2 separate regions of the Gasterosteus aculeatus genome follow, and region 1 is linked to region 2. The links are chromatin contacts, called in public Hi-C maps. All regions are on one chromosome and are shown on one strand. Each heading gives the region's core, a stretch centred on a gene start, on an enhancer-like site or on the middle of the called end of the contact. The rest is flanking DNA. Distances are from core to core; before and after follow the strand shown.

What was found. A called contact is a pair of places that touch in the nucleus more often than the background predicts.
Region 1: a Hi-C map of skeletal muscle shows a contact between it and region 2, with 7 times the contacts expected there. The contact joins two enhancer-like sites. A contact is called at or near these places in 3 of 6 Hi-C or Micro-C datasets (skeletal muscle and whole body).

The regions. Positions count from the first base shown.
Region 1 is chr17:21,507,967-21,513,715 of fGasAcu3.hap1.1, reverse strand. mst1rb (macrophage stimulating 1 receptor b) reads left to right here. Exons shown (of 20, transcript XM_040203745.2): 12 at 252-405; 13 at 972-1,061; 14 at 1,178-1,393; 15 at 1,485-1,565; 16 at 1,675-1,856; 17 at 1,957-2,066; 18 at 2,240-2,405; 19 at 2,996-3,132; 20 at 4,262-5,361. The coding sequence ends at 4,493. Among protein-coding and RNA genes, the nearest start is that of mst1rb, 14 kb to the left of the region's middle. Within about 2 kb of position 3,060, at least 1 of the 9 cell types and tissues checked has open chromatin away from gene starts, as enhancers often do.
Region 2 is chr17:21,439,614-21,445,584 of fGasAcu3.hap1.1, reverse strand. LOC120835348 (semaphorin-3F) reads right to left here. Exons shown (of 18, transcript XM_078092474.1): 18 at 3,706-5,971. The coding sequence ends at 5,797. LOC120835443 (caM kinase-like vesicle-associated protein) reads left to right here. Exons shown (of 11, transcript XM_040204363.2): 11 at 1-42. Among protein-coding and RNA genes, the nearest start is that of LOC144388885, 16 kb to the left of the region's middle. Within about 2 kb of position 1,519, at least 4 of the 9 cell types and tissues checked have open chromatin away from gene starts, as enhancers often do.

The DNA of each region.
Region 1 (5,749 bases), core at 1,811-4,310, 67 kb before region 2:
ACGCTGAGCCCCAGTTCGTGCTTGTGACTGTCAAGTGATAACCAACCAGGACAAATGACACGAAAAGCTCCATTTGTTTGTATTGAATACATTAAATACATATATTCTTTTAAATGTGCTACTTTTTAAATATTTGTACTGTTGTACTGTTTATCTCTTAGTAATCCTCAGTACCTGTACAGCTCTTAAAGCGCTCTTTATAAAATAGTAACTAACCCAAACCACTATGTATGATCAACCCTGTTCTTTAGATCTCCATCAACGGGCAGGTCCATGACGTTGGTACTGTGGTGAGGGTCAGTAACCACTACATGGTGGGCATTGTTTTGGGGATCCTGGCGGCTCTGGTGGCCGGGGCGGTGCTGGCCTTCGTTGTTATGAAACACTTGAGAAAGAAGAAGAAAGGTGGGCTCCTCTCTGTTAGGTGGACTTTGGTCCGACCTGTTTGTGCAACTGGAACCTGCTATGGGGGGAATATTGGGATGAATTGCATTAAGTCTTTTAACCAGAACATCCCTGGTGTGGGGCGGCACGGTGGCGTGGTGGTTAGCACTGTTGCCTCACAGCAAGAAGGTCCTGGGTTCGATTCCGCCCAGTGGCCTTTCTGTGTGGAGTCTGCATGTTCTCCCCGTGTCTGCGTGGGTTCTCTCCGGGTTCTCCGGCTTCCTCCCACAGTCCAAAGACATGCTCTGGGGATCAGGTTAATTGGGGACTTTAAATTGCCCGTAGATGTGTGAATGTGAATGTGAGTGTGAATGGTTGTATGTCTCTGTGTGGCCCTGCGATTGGCTGGCGACCAATCCAGGGTGTACCCTGTCTATCGCCCGAAGTTGGCTGGGATGGACTCCAGCCCCCCCGCGACCCTGTGTGCAGGATAAGCGGTTTGACAATGGATGGATGGATCCCTGGTGTGTCATGGGAAGTACATGTCCTGGGGTTGATGATTAAAAACCTTATGACATGTTTTTCAGCCTCCATGGTAGAGAGCCGTTTGACCCACAGTCCTAGCCGCTCCGGGACAAATAACATGGAGCTCTTGCCTGTTGGGGACTACAGGAGAGGTGACATTCTAGCGGAATACTTAGCATACTGCACTGTAATACAGTACAGCTAGTTTGCTTCTGACCCACACACCCTCCTAACTCTCAATAAACCCCTCTCTCTGGACTTTTACAAGTAGTATCACTGAGTCCTCCCACCCCACTGGTTGGGTCGGTGGTGTTCCCCAGCCGGAGCTATGCTGCAGCCAACATAGATCCTGCCCTCACCCCCCTCATGCCCTCAGAGAAGATCTCCATCTCCAGTTTTAGGCCAGAGCTGCTGGAGGAGGTGAAGGATGTTCTCATCCCCGCTGAGATGCTCATTGTGAAGCACCAGCGGATCATAGGGAAGGGTGAGGAGCCCGACTGCCTATATCTGAAACAAAAACACTTGTTATGAAGCCTTGTTTTCGCTTCGTCAATGCGTATTTCTCCCTCCTGTAGGTCATTTTGGCACTGTCTACCATGGCTACTTCAAAGACCCCAGCAACAGAGAAATCCACTGCGCGGTCAAGTCTTTGAACAGTGAGTAACATTATGTATTTGCTGCAGAAAGCCTTCCCATAACTGTGATCCTAGTGGCTTTCTTCCATTTGATCTGAGCCCATAATCTTTAATGTGTGTGTGTCACCAGGAATAACAGATGTTGAAGAGGTGGAGCAGTTTCTAAAGGAAGGGATCATAATGAAGGGTTTCCACCACATTAATGTGCTGTCTCTGCTGGGCATTCTCCTGCCGCAGGAGGGACTCCCTTTAGTGGTACTACCGTACATGAAACACGGTGACCTGCGACACTTCATACGCTGCGAGAAAAGGGTGTGAACCTGCATGAAATCAGTGAAAATGAATCATCTGATTTATCTACAGTCCTCTGTTTACAAAGTGTCTTTTTTTTGTGTTTGTGGGACTTGTTCAGAACCCCACCGTCAAGGATCTGATTGGCTTTGGGCTACAGGTTACCAAGGGGATGGAGTATTTAGCTCAGAAGAAGTTTGTGCACAGAGATCTTGCAGCACGCAATTGCATGTGAGTCACCAAGATGCACGGAGGATTCAGCATTTCATTACTTGCCATAAGGCCGGAATTTGTCTTGGATTTAGTGTAGGTTGCTGTCTCATGGTAACAATTCGGTTGAGCTTGTTTCACTGTTACATGCCAATTTGACAAAACTATAATGCCGTTTTCGCCTTCGTCTTCAGGCTGGACGAGTCATATACAGTGAAGGTGGCAGACTTTGGCATGGCGAGAGATGTGTTTGATAAGGAGTACTACAGTGTTCAGGACCACAGGAAGGCTAAGCTGCCCGTCAAGTGGATGGCAATCGAAAGTCTGCAGACACAGAAATTCACCTCCAAGTCTGATGTGGTGAGCAAATTGAGGTGGTGAGATTTACATACAATCAGGAGCTTTTTAGTGATTGTCAAAGGGTGGATATACATGTTTAACGAATGCCGCGTGTCTTATAAATAGATATAAAATGTCATTATCTGAGTGCAGTAATTATGTGTCTGATTCAATAAATTTCCTTTTTTCTTTTAATGTCAACTATCTGTCGTCTGCTATCCTCTACATGTACATCATCAAGTGTTGTAAATGTATATGTAAATGTTAGGAATCCCTATTCTACTCCGTGATTAACACGACACGGAAGCAGAAATACATTTTTTCTGATGTTTTTCTAACCTTTGATGAATTTCTTTAGGCCTATCAAAATGTGAAAATTACAACAGGTAAACGAGTTAAAGGCTGGAATGGTTACAGAGTAGATATGATCTACGATGAGGAGTGGCACGTAGACACTCCTTTGGTTTAAGGGATCACAAGAATTTTTATTCATAACCTTGTCGTTGTATTATAGCTATGATAATGGTAAACATTATGTTTAACTATTCCACTCCACTCGCATCATGTCAACGTACTGGTGCTCATGTGTAACCTTTGCTCTCTGGATGCAGTGGTCCTTTGGTGTGCTGATGTGGGAGATGTTGACCAGGGGAGCGAGCCCCTACCCAGAGGTGGACCCTTATGACATAACACATTACTTACTGAAGGGCAGGAGGCTTCCCCAGCCTCAGTACTGCCCTGACCCTTTGTAAGTAGTGGGAGTGATAGAATTATGTTCACACTTGATTTAAATAGTACACGATACTTTTGCATAAATCCATTGTACAACTTCCGTTTATTGAGAGCTTTACTACAGATACTGCAATAATAAACTGATTTACAACTACAAGACGGAAGAACAAAGTCCAAGTAGTAATAACACAATGTTCGCATGGTCACTCAGTAGTGTGAGAATCGTAAATTCTCCACTACCTAGTATTCCAACACAGTTAAACAATGCAGCTTGGGAGTTAATGTTTACATCTACTAAACACATATTCTACCTTCACTCAACTCAAAACGCACACACACACACACACACACACACACACACACACACACACACACACACACACACACACACACACACCGGTCTGACTTTACAGTGAAAAAACGATTGATGGAGAATAAATGAACTATTCTGTCCTAATAGAAAGAAGCACCAAGGGACACATGCAGATCCCCAGCATTGGGTATTAAAAGGGGTATTATAAAGCTTTCTATACAAAAGCTAGATGAAAAGACTTTCACTTCACTTTCATGTCTGTACACTAAATATGAAGCTACAACCAACAGTAAACATAACGCTAAGCTTTAAGTATCCTTTATTGACCTGGGGGAATGTGTGTGTTGTTCACTGTGCTGCCGTAAAGGCGCCTCAGCTTAGACTGTAAATGTGAGTAGATAATTGTTAGTTACAGAGCTAACAGCTAGCTGGTCGGGAGTGTTGGTGCAGGGGTCAAATGCAAACGGCCTTTGACCCATTTGACCTCTGTTCTTGTAATGAGAATTCAATGTTAATGTATTCCTCACGTAACGCCACCTACACAGTTATTTAAACCCAAACCACGATCTTTTCCTTGAGACAAAACTTTACTAAATACTTTTGCCTAAACCTAAGTAAGTTGTTTCCTGTTCTGATTTTGTAAAAACTATGCGCACACACGAGTGTACATTTGACAAAACGTACGAGGATACGCTTCTGGAAGGACCCCAAACGTGTTTTTAAAGTGACTGGAACGGAATTCTGAACAATGATAACTAAATGTGGAAGTAAACTCTCATGCGCACTGTTAATATACAGTAGTGGACTCAGACTGCCATGTTTTCTTTTCTAGGTATATCATTATCCTTCAGTGCTGGGACCCTGATCCAGAGTTGAGGCCCAGCTTTGCTACATTGGTGTTGGCCGTCTCCACCATCCTTTCCAGCCTGGAGGGAGAGCACTATATCAGTTTGAATGTCACCTACGTCAACCTGGACCAGCCGCGACCGTACCCCGCCCTCACAGAGTCTGCCGACGAAAAAGACTCCACAGATGTTGAGGACTCCGGCTCAGTCTCGTCCTGATCCCCCCTCTCTCTTTCTGGACTCTAAAATGGTATTGGTGCTAACAGCAAGAGCGCAAAAAAGTGTTTCTTACAGCAACGCATCTGACACAGAGGTGCTGCCGACCCTTCTTTACTGGGCATTGGGTAAGATGCCTTCAGCTGGTATACGTATCAGTCTGTGTCAGTCTTCTCATGTTATGTCTACGCCTACGATGTTGAGGAACGTGTCACAATAAGCAGAGCTTTCAATCTAATTCGGTGGCCGATTAGCGTTGTTTTACTACCTACAAAATGGTGTACTGTTACAGCAGCAAAGTTTATGGTACGACATTCCCACATTTGCTATTATCCCTTTTCAATGCAGTAATTGTTCTGTATATTTTGGATCACAACCTCGACTGCAATATCCTGGAGGCAATCTGTTATCACCCCGTTGCTTTAATTTCTGACACAATGTCTTTATGATGTTGTTATAAATTTAAATATTTATTTGTTTATAGATTTATTTGATTTCAAGTAAATATGAAATTTCTTGCAAACCATGTACATTACCGGTTAATTTATACACAGAAATCTATCCTGTAACTGCTCTATGTCATTTGTCGCATTCTCCACTAGAGGGCAGCATTCTGTTAGAAGACCTCTGTGTTTCCGCTGCTCAGCTTCTGAAGAAGGTCCAAGCCACATGAATGCCGCATTCTTGATGTGTGCATCATTTATGACCCAGGTTTTTTCCCTTCTCGGAAAACCAACCAAAAAGCCCTCTGGATGCCACAGACCGTTTTGCAGAAGAGCAAATGATTGGACTTTTAGTGAAATGAGTGGAAGAAACAACCAACCAATCTGTCAATATAACAAATAAACCAAATAAACGTCTCAGCAACAAACAGTAGCAAGTCCCAGTGCTGTAAACAGATCTCACACACAGCAAAGACACTTTCCCCACAACAAAACTGGAGTCAAATGAAACCAGAGGGAAATAAACATAAAGTTTCCTCTTTTTTTTCATGCAGCCAAGAACCAAAGTGAATCGCTATGTCGGGGCCTCTGATATGGAGAGTGCGAGCACAGCAGAACCTGTGAAGAGTGCTGCTGTCAGCTGTGTGACCACCTCAACCTTTACGGCCTTTGTCCTGTGCTTGTGTTCACCACCAGGTCCTACACAATTGGCCCTCTGTAATATGGTTCATGCACCGTGACATATTTTTGTCCCTTGCAGCCATTCGGATTGTTTTGTGTGGACTCCAAACCAATGCAGATATAAGACAGTTGATG
Region 2 (5,971 bases), core at 270-2,769:
GACTTTAATGGTAAAAAAATAAAATTCTATTTCATCTGTTTATTTATCAGTAATCCTCTTCATTCCGCTTCAGAGTGGACGGACGCGACATCGAGTCTCTCCAAAAGGACGGCTCTGTGAGATCTGGAGGATTGTCTCAAATAAATGTGGGGAAAAAACCTTCGTCATCTGCTGTAGAAGAGGATCTGTGTTACACTCACTTAGCACAAGCGTAGCAGCCGTCCTGGTGGGGTGTGAACCTGTGTTCCCAGTAGTGCCGTTTGGTGACACTTAGATGATACTTGAATTTCATCTTGTTGGAATAATGATGCAGAGAGCTGACTTTGCAGGGCCTCAAAAGGCTTCCTGGTGGGAGATTATCTCTCTTTTTCACGTCCATCATAGACAGATGTGCAGCCATCCATACACTCATCGGGGCTCAGGGGGATCGTAAGTGTGCCCCTGTGTCCTTTCATCACTTCGGGAAGAAATGTGTCTTTGACAGAAGGAAAATACAAAATACAATCCTCTCAAAAGAAAATAGTAATTCTATTATAATTCTAACTAAACTAAAATAGTATCCAAGACATTAGTTGCACATTGAGTTATTTTTTGGAAATGTTTAAGTAACAGCAAGCAAGAATCCATCTACGGCCACAATAATTGTAATACGGACACTTCTGATGATGTTTCCATTTTAGGAAACTACCAGGCATAATGATGACAATATTCCAAGAATCTTGATAATGATTAATGCGTTCGCTTTGTAACATCCATTCATTGGCGTTTAGGGATTAAGAAAAACAATCAATCACAGCAGCTCCCCTTATCGGTTGACTGTCTCAGCTTTCAGCATGCCGCTGAGGTTCATTAGATGGCCAAAAAAACGGGGGTTATTTTCTAATATAACAACAATTAACTGTTATGAATATTAATGTCAGATGGGAACGCGTCTATAGCTTAATCGACGAACAATCATTTATGAAGGTTAATGACAAAATGTTTCAGATATTAGCCAGTTGGTTGGAGCACTATTGAGACTTTTCCCACCAGCCTTGCTGTTTCAGACCCAAAGGTACAGCAGACACTGTCACAATACGCCACCTGCTGGTTGATAATGTGCAATCCTGTTATGACCCTAAAGAAACAACAGAGAGCAGTATTGTTCCCTCTTTTCCCTGCTTCGCATCACGTCCCTACAGCCTAATCCGTATGGAGTTACTGGATGAGAGAGCCTAAAAATATGTCTAGAATATGGGGTGATGCATCAAATGTAGCAGCCAGTCACTTTAAGAGCTAAACTCTGCAACCCTGTTTGTGATGGATTCCAGGTTCAGGCAGGTTCATCCCTGTGAGCGAGTTTCAATACATTAAAAACTCTCACTATCCAAAAGTCTCTCTTTTCCAACAATGCAGAGTGCTCTACTGCTCCGCACCGTGAGAGACACCGAGCACCAGATCCGACTCCCCGATAACATTCCACATTAGAAAAAGTCAATTGAATGGTGTTGGTGATGTCATCGCTTGGCACGGTCATGCGACGTGCCGCTGTGGAGACAATACCCTGTAGAACCGCACCTCTGTTGCTTTCTGAAGAATGGTGCACATGTCTGATCAGGTCGGGTCGGGTCAACTTTGTCGTGGAATTCCCTAAATGTGGATCAGCCCTTTGGTTTCTGATTCCGAGGCAGCTGGATTTGAAGTCATTTAGCTGACGCTTTTATCCAAAGCAACTAACATTACATTTTTAACCCACGGCTTCTTCATTTTGTCCAGGGAGCAATTAGGGGTTAGGTGTCTTGCTCGGGGACACTTTGACACAGGACATGGGGCAGCCAGGACTCGAACCACCAACCTTGATGGTTCCCAGTGCACCCTCACTACCCCTGCGCCACGATAATGCAGATATGACTTGAACAGCCACTGTGCTCAGGACTGTCCACTCCTCTGCCTCGCTGCTCCTTGACAGGGATCAGATAAGCGAAGGGAGCAGAGTAATGAAAATGGGGGACTACAGTCCTCTAAAGCCCAAATGTCATCTGATGCCTGATGGTTTCCCAAAACATCTGACCTCCCTCTGCTTTGTTCTGGAAGGATTATTCTCACATTCTAGGGTGAAAAGGAGTCTGCAGACAGGTTCTCATCTCCACTTTTTACAATATGTCATTGGGCTGAATTGAGCAGATGAAATTCTTTTATGGGATAACTTTTGCGGGATACATATTAAATTAAAATCACATGCGGATGCCCAAACCAGCGTCTACATGTTGTCCTTATAGTGCACACATTTATGACATTGCAGTCAAATACAGAACACATGTTATCTGCTCTTCAAGCAGGTTTCCTAGTTTTTTATGTAATGGATTATGAAGCACCTGAGGTGGTCTTTTCTGGAGTTTTCTGCATTCATATTTGCTCTGAATTCTGTTGTAACATTTTATACTTCCCAAATGCCCATTTGATTGATTGTTTTTGGGGATTTTGCAAGAATATTACATTACATTATTATCATCTGTATGATGTATAGAAAAAGAGAAAGGATGGGAATTTCCTTATTATTATTTTATCATTGTGTTTGCTCGGTTGAATTTAATTAAAATTCTATTTATTTTGTGGCACAAAACAAGTTCCCACATTTTTTTGTATGTCATCCATAAATAATAAATCATGTATACTTTGTCCTAGATTGTTGTGGGAGAATGTGTGTTTAGGAGTCATCAGGGCTTAAATGACAAGCAAAATTCTGACGGGCTTAACTATCTCACCCTAAAACACGCTGATGTGAGCCAAACGGCACCAAACACACATTCCTTCTGATTCAACTGGTTTAACAGAATCTGGTCTCAAGTCACAACATTTGGCAAACCTACGAAGAAAGGGATCTTCAGAAACTAGGAGATACATGAAATATTTGTCAATAGATGAAAAGTTTAGCCATATCGGCCAATTTGAACTGTGGTCGACCGGCGGGTGTAAAGAACCCTTTGTGTCCGAGAGCCAGATATGGAACATGCACGGAATCAAAGTAAATTCAAATGTATTGTAACATCACCACACAACATGGTGTGCACCATTGCATGACATTAAACTTTCAAAGGCGAGGCCCACATTCGCCTATGGCCTATTTCCTGGAGGTGGAAGAGGGCATCATCCAGCTGTGACTGCTGCATCTAACGGTTGGGAACAATGACACGCTTGTGCAGGACTGTAACATTCTCTGGCTGAGTGTGCGCTGAAAGGCGAGAAAGCACAGGACCTCCAGGAGACGGATGAAAGAGAGCTGCAGGCCACTGTCGCTGAGAGAATGGAGCCAACCGTTGAGCACGTGCATGTCTAATAGAGGCAGCGTGCATCATGTTATACAATAACCATGTTTGGTCAGTGGCTTTTTTTAACAACAGTTTTGTTGTAAAGGCGAATTGGTGTAATAGGCTCAACTTTTTGATAAATAAGTATTGGTTTAAAGCTTGCGCGATCTCCCACAGATAAATTCTCATTATCTAGCTCAACATCTATCATTCAAGTAATTAACCTTCACATACAAGCTCATCCGAACATATTAACTGCTCAAGGATTATGAACCTATCTATATAGGTATAGAGGTACAGACACCGACTAAAACCGAGCATTTATCCCCCTGCGTCCTTCCCTGGCGACGTGTTTTACTTTCCGATAATAAATATAAATGCAATGTGTATGTTTTATACAAATCTGCATACATATCTCTTTAACAGGTAGAACTTTATTCCAAGGATCCAGGGGATTCTGGGCAGAACATGGAAAACAACCAGGATCAAGCCAATCACAATGAAGGGGGGGGAGCATTCCATTCTTATAAAATATAGAGCTTTAATTTATTAGTCGGCAACAACAACGGAAAGGGAAGAGAGCGTCATTTACACAAGCCATTACAAGAACATCACCTTTGTGCATTTAGTTTTTTCTTTTTTTCCATAAAGTCTGATGATGCAGAAGTACAAAAACAAACAATAAACATTCAAAAACTACAGACGTTTTCTAAAAAAAAAAAAAAAAGAATTGTACAACCTTTCTTTGTGTCTTTTTTTTCGTTTGTTGTATATATAACCCCTGGTCTCATCTGGAGCAGAGAACCAGGAACTGTGGTGGATTGTGGGAATGCAGACAGACACGAGGAGCAGATAGATATACCTGGGTATGAATGATTGATGCATCTTCCCAAAGGAATTCATAGCAGCCTGAATATGAGACACGCTGTATTAAAAGCCTCAACATATCAGAATGATATATAAATTCCACATGTGTCTTATACATGAAAATGGCATTAATTTCCCTCAAAGGAGAAATGCTTTACTGCTTTTGAGGAGCATAACAATTCTGGATAGGACCATGACACACCTTAATATAATAACTGCACCTTCATACTTCATATGCCATTGAATAAGACGGTATCTCATTATGTGCTAACCGAATCGTATTTCACTTAATTAACAAAATCCAAAATGTATTTCAATGTCAATGAAAAGATGCATCGTGCTTATATAAGGTATATTTGTATTGAGGGTGTTTCTTTAAAGCATTTATTTTCCCCAATGTCCCCAGGAATGTCCCTCAGCGACCGTACAGCCAGAGAGATGAAAAGCAGGAAAGAATACCACATAGTATCTTATCAGAATTACAGGACAAATACAGGTTCATGCACACAATGAAAGCCAGCTTCCCAATATCTTGGTTAGTGTCACAACATTGTTACAATGCTTTGTTGTGTATATGTGTTTTTTTCCACATGTAAAAGGAGAAAAAGACAATAGATGACAATAGAGTCTCAGAGCTGTTGTCTGAACGCTGCATCTCTTTGACATCTTCAACTGGATGTTTTTTTTTTTTTTACAGAACTATCAACTATACTTGCCCGAGTGTGCTTTTTGCATTTGGCCCCAGCCAAAGTCCCCTCAAAGTTAAGAAATAATGCCCCTTGTGCAGAACCGTGACTTTTATTGCACCTCGATCTCATTTCAAAGATGTTTGCATTTAAAAATAGCCCCTATTACGTCATAGATTTGATTCGACAAACAGATCTTTTTAAACTTGAAGTTGTGGCCAGTGCTGTTGAGATTTCAATAATCCAAATGGGTGTCTGGGCTGAATAGCTGCAAAGACACTGGATCATTTTACAATCAATCCTCCAATAAGGAAGGAAATACAATCAGGGCAAGCACCAGTTTCCTATTAACACCTGTGAGAATATTTCAATACTCTACATCTGGGTTGGCTTTGAGAAAAGACTGTTTCCCCAGAATAACTGGGCCACGATGGTCCCAGTGCAACATTAAGTGTCTCTCTGCATGCAGCCATGAGGAACTTGCGTCCATCACCCCTCATCAACAACTCATCTCACCGTCAGAGCTTCTCAAAGCTCACATGCCCGACAGGCATTCCAAAGAGTTGCCAAGGTCATACGATGCTGACAGATGAGTTTTGTAATGACAGTAACAGCAACAATAAAATTAACAACATCATAAGAACAATAATATTTGCCCCAAAGGTAACTTTACACAAAGAGCACGTTTTTTTTCTATAAGTACAAAGTAATCCACAGAATGATTCTATATACAACCTACAATAAATACGGTGTATCATATATCTTATTGTTTGAGAGGATGTGTGTTTGAAAGCCTCTTTTTTTTCTTAGTTTGCCTTTTTAGGGATTTGTGGATTTTTACTTTTCACGTTTGCTACCTTCAATGAGTCTCTCCCAGTTTTCGCAAGGTGGTGATGGTGGTGGTGGTGGTGGGGGGGGGGGTGCTTGAGGCTCTTTTAGACACAAAGCTGAGCTTCTCATGTATCTACCTCATGTAGCTCCTCGTTCTCCTCCCCCTCCCTTTCCCCCTCCCTGTGGTGCCGGCGGTTCCGGGGCTTCTTCTGCTCCTTGAGCTCCTTCAGGTCTTTGGCCTTGAGGGCGCCCAGCAGCGGGTCTCCGAACTGCCAGTAGTCCTGGCAGTACTGATTGATC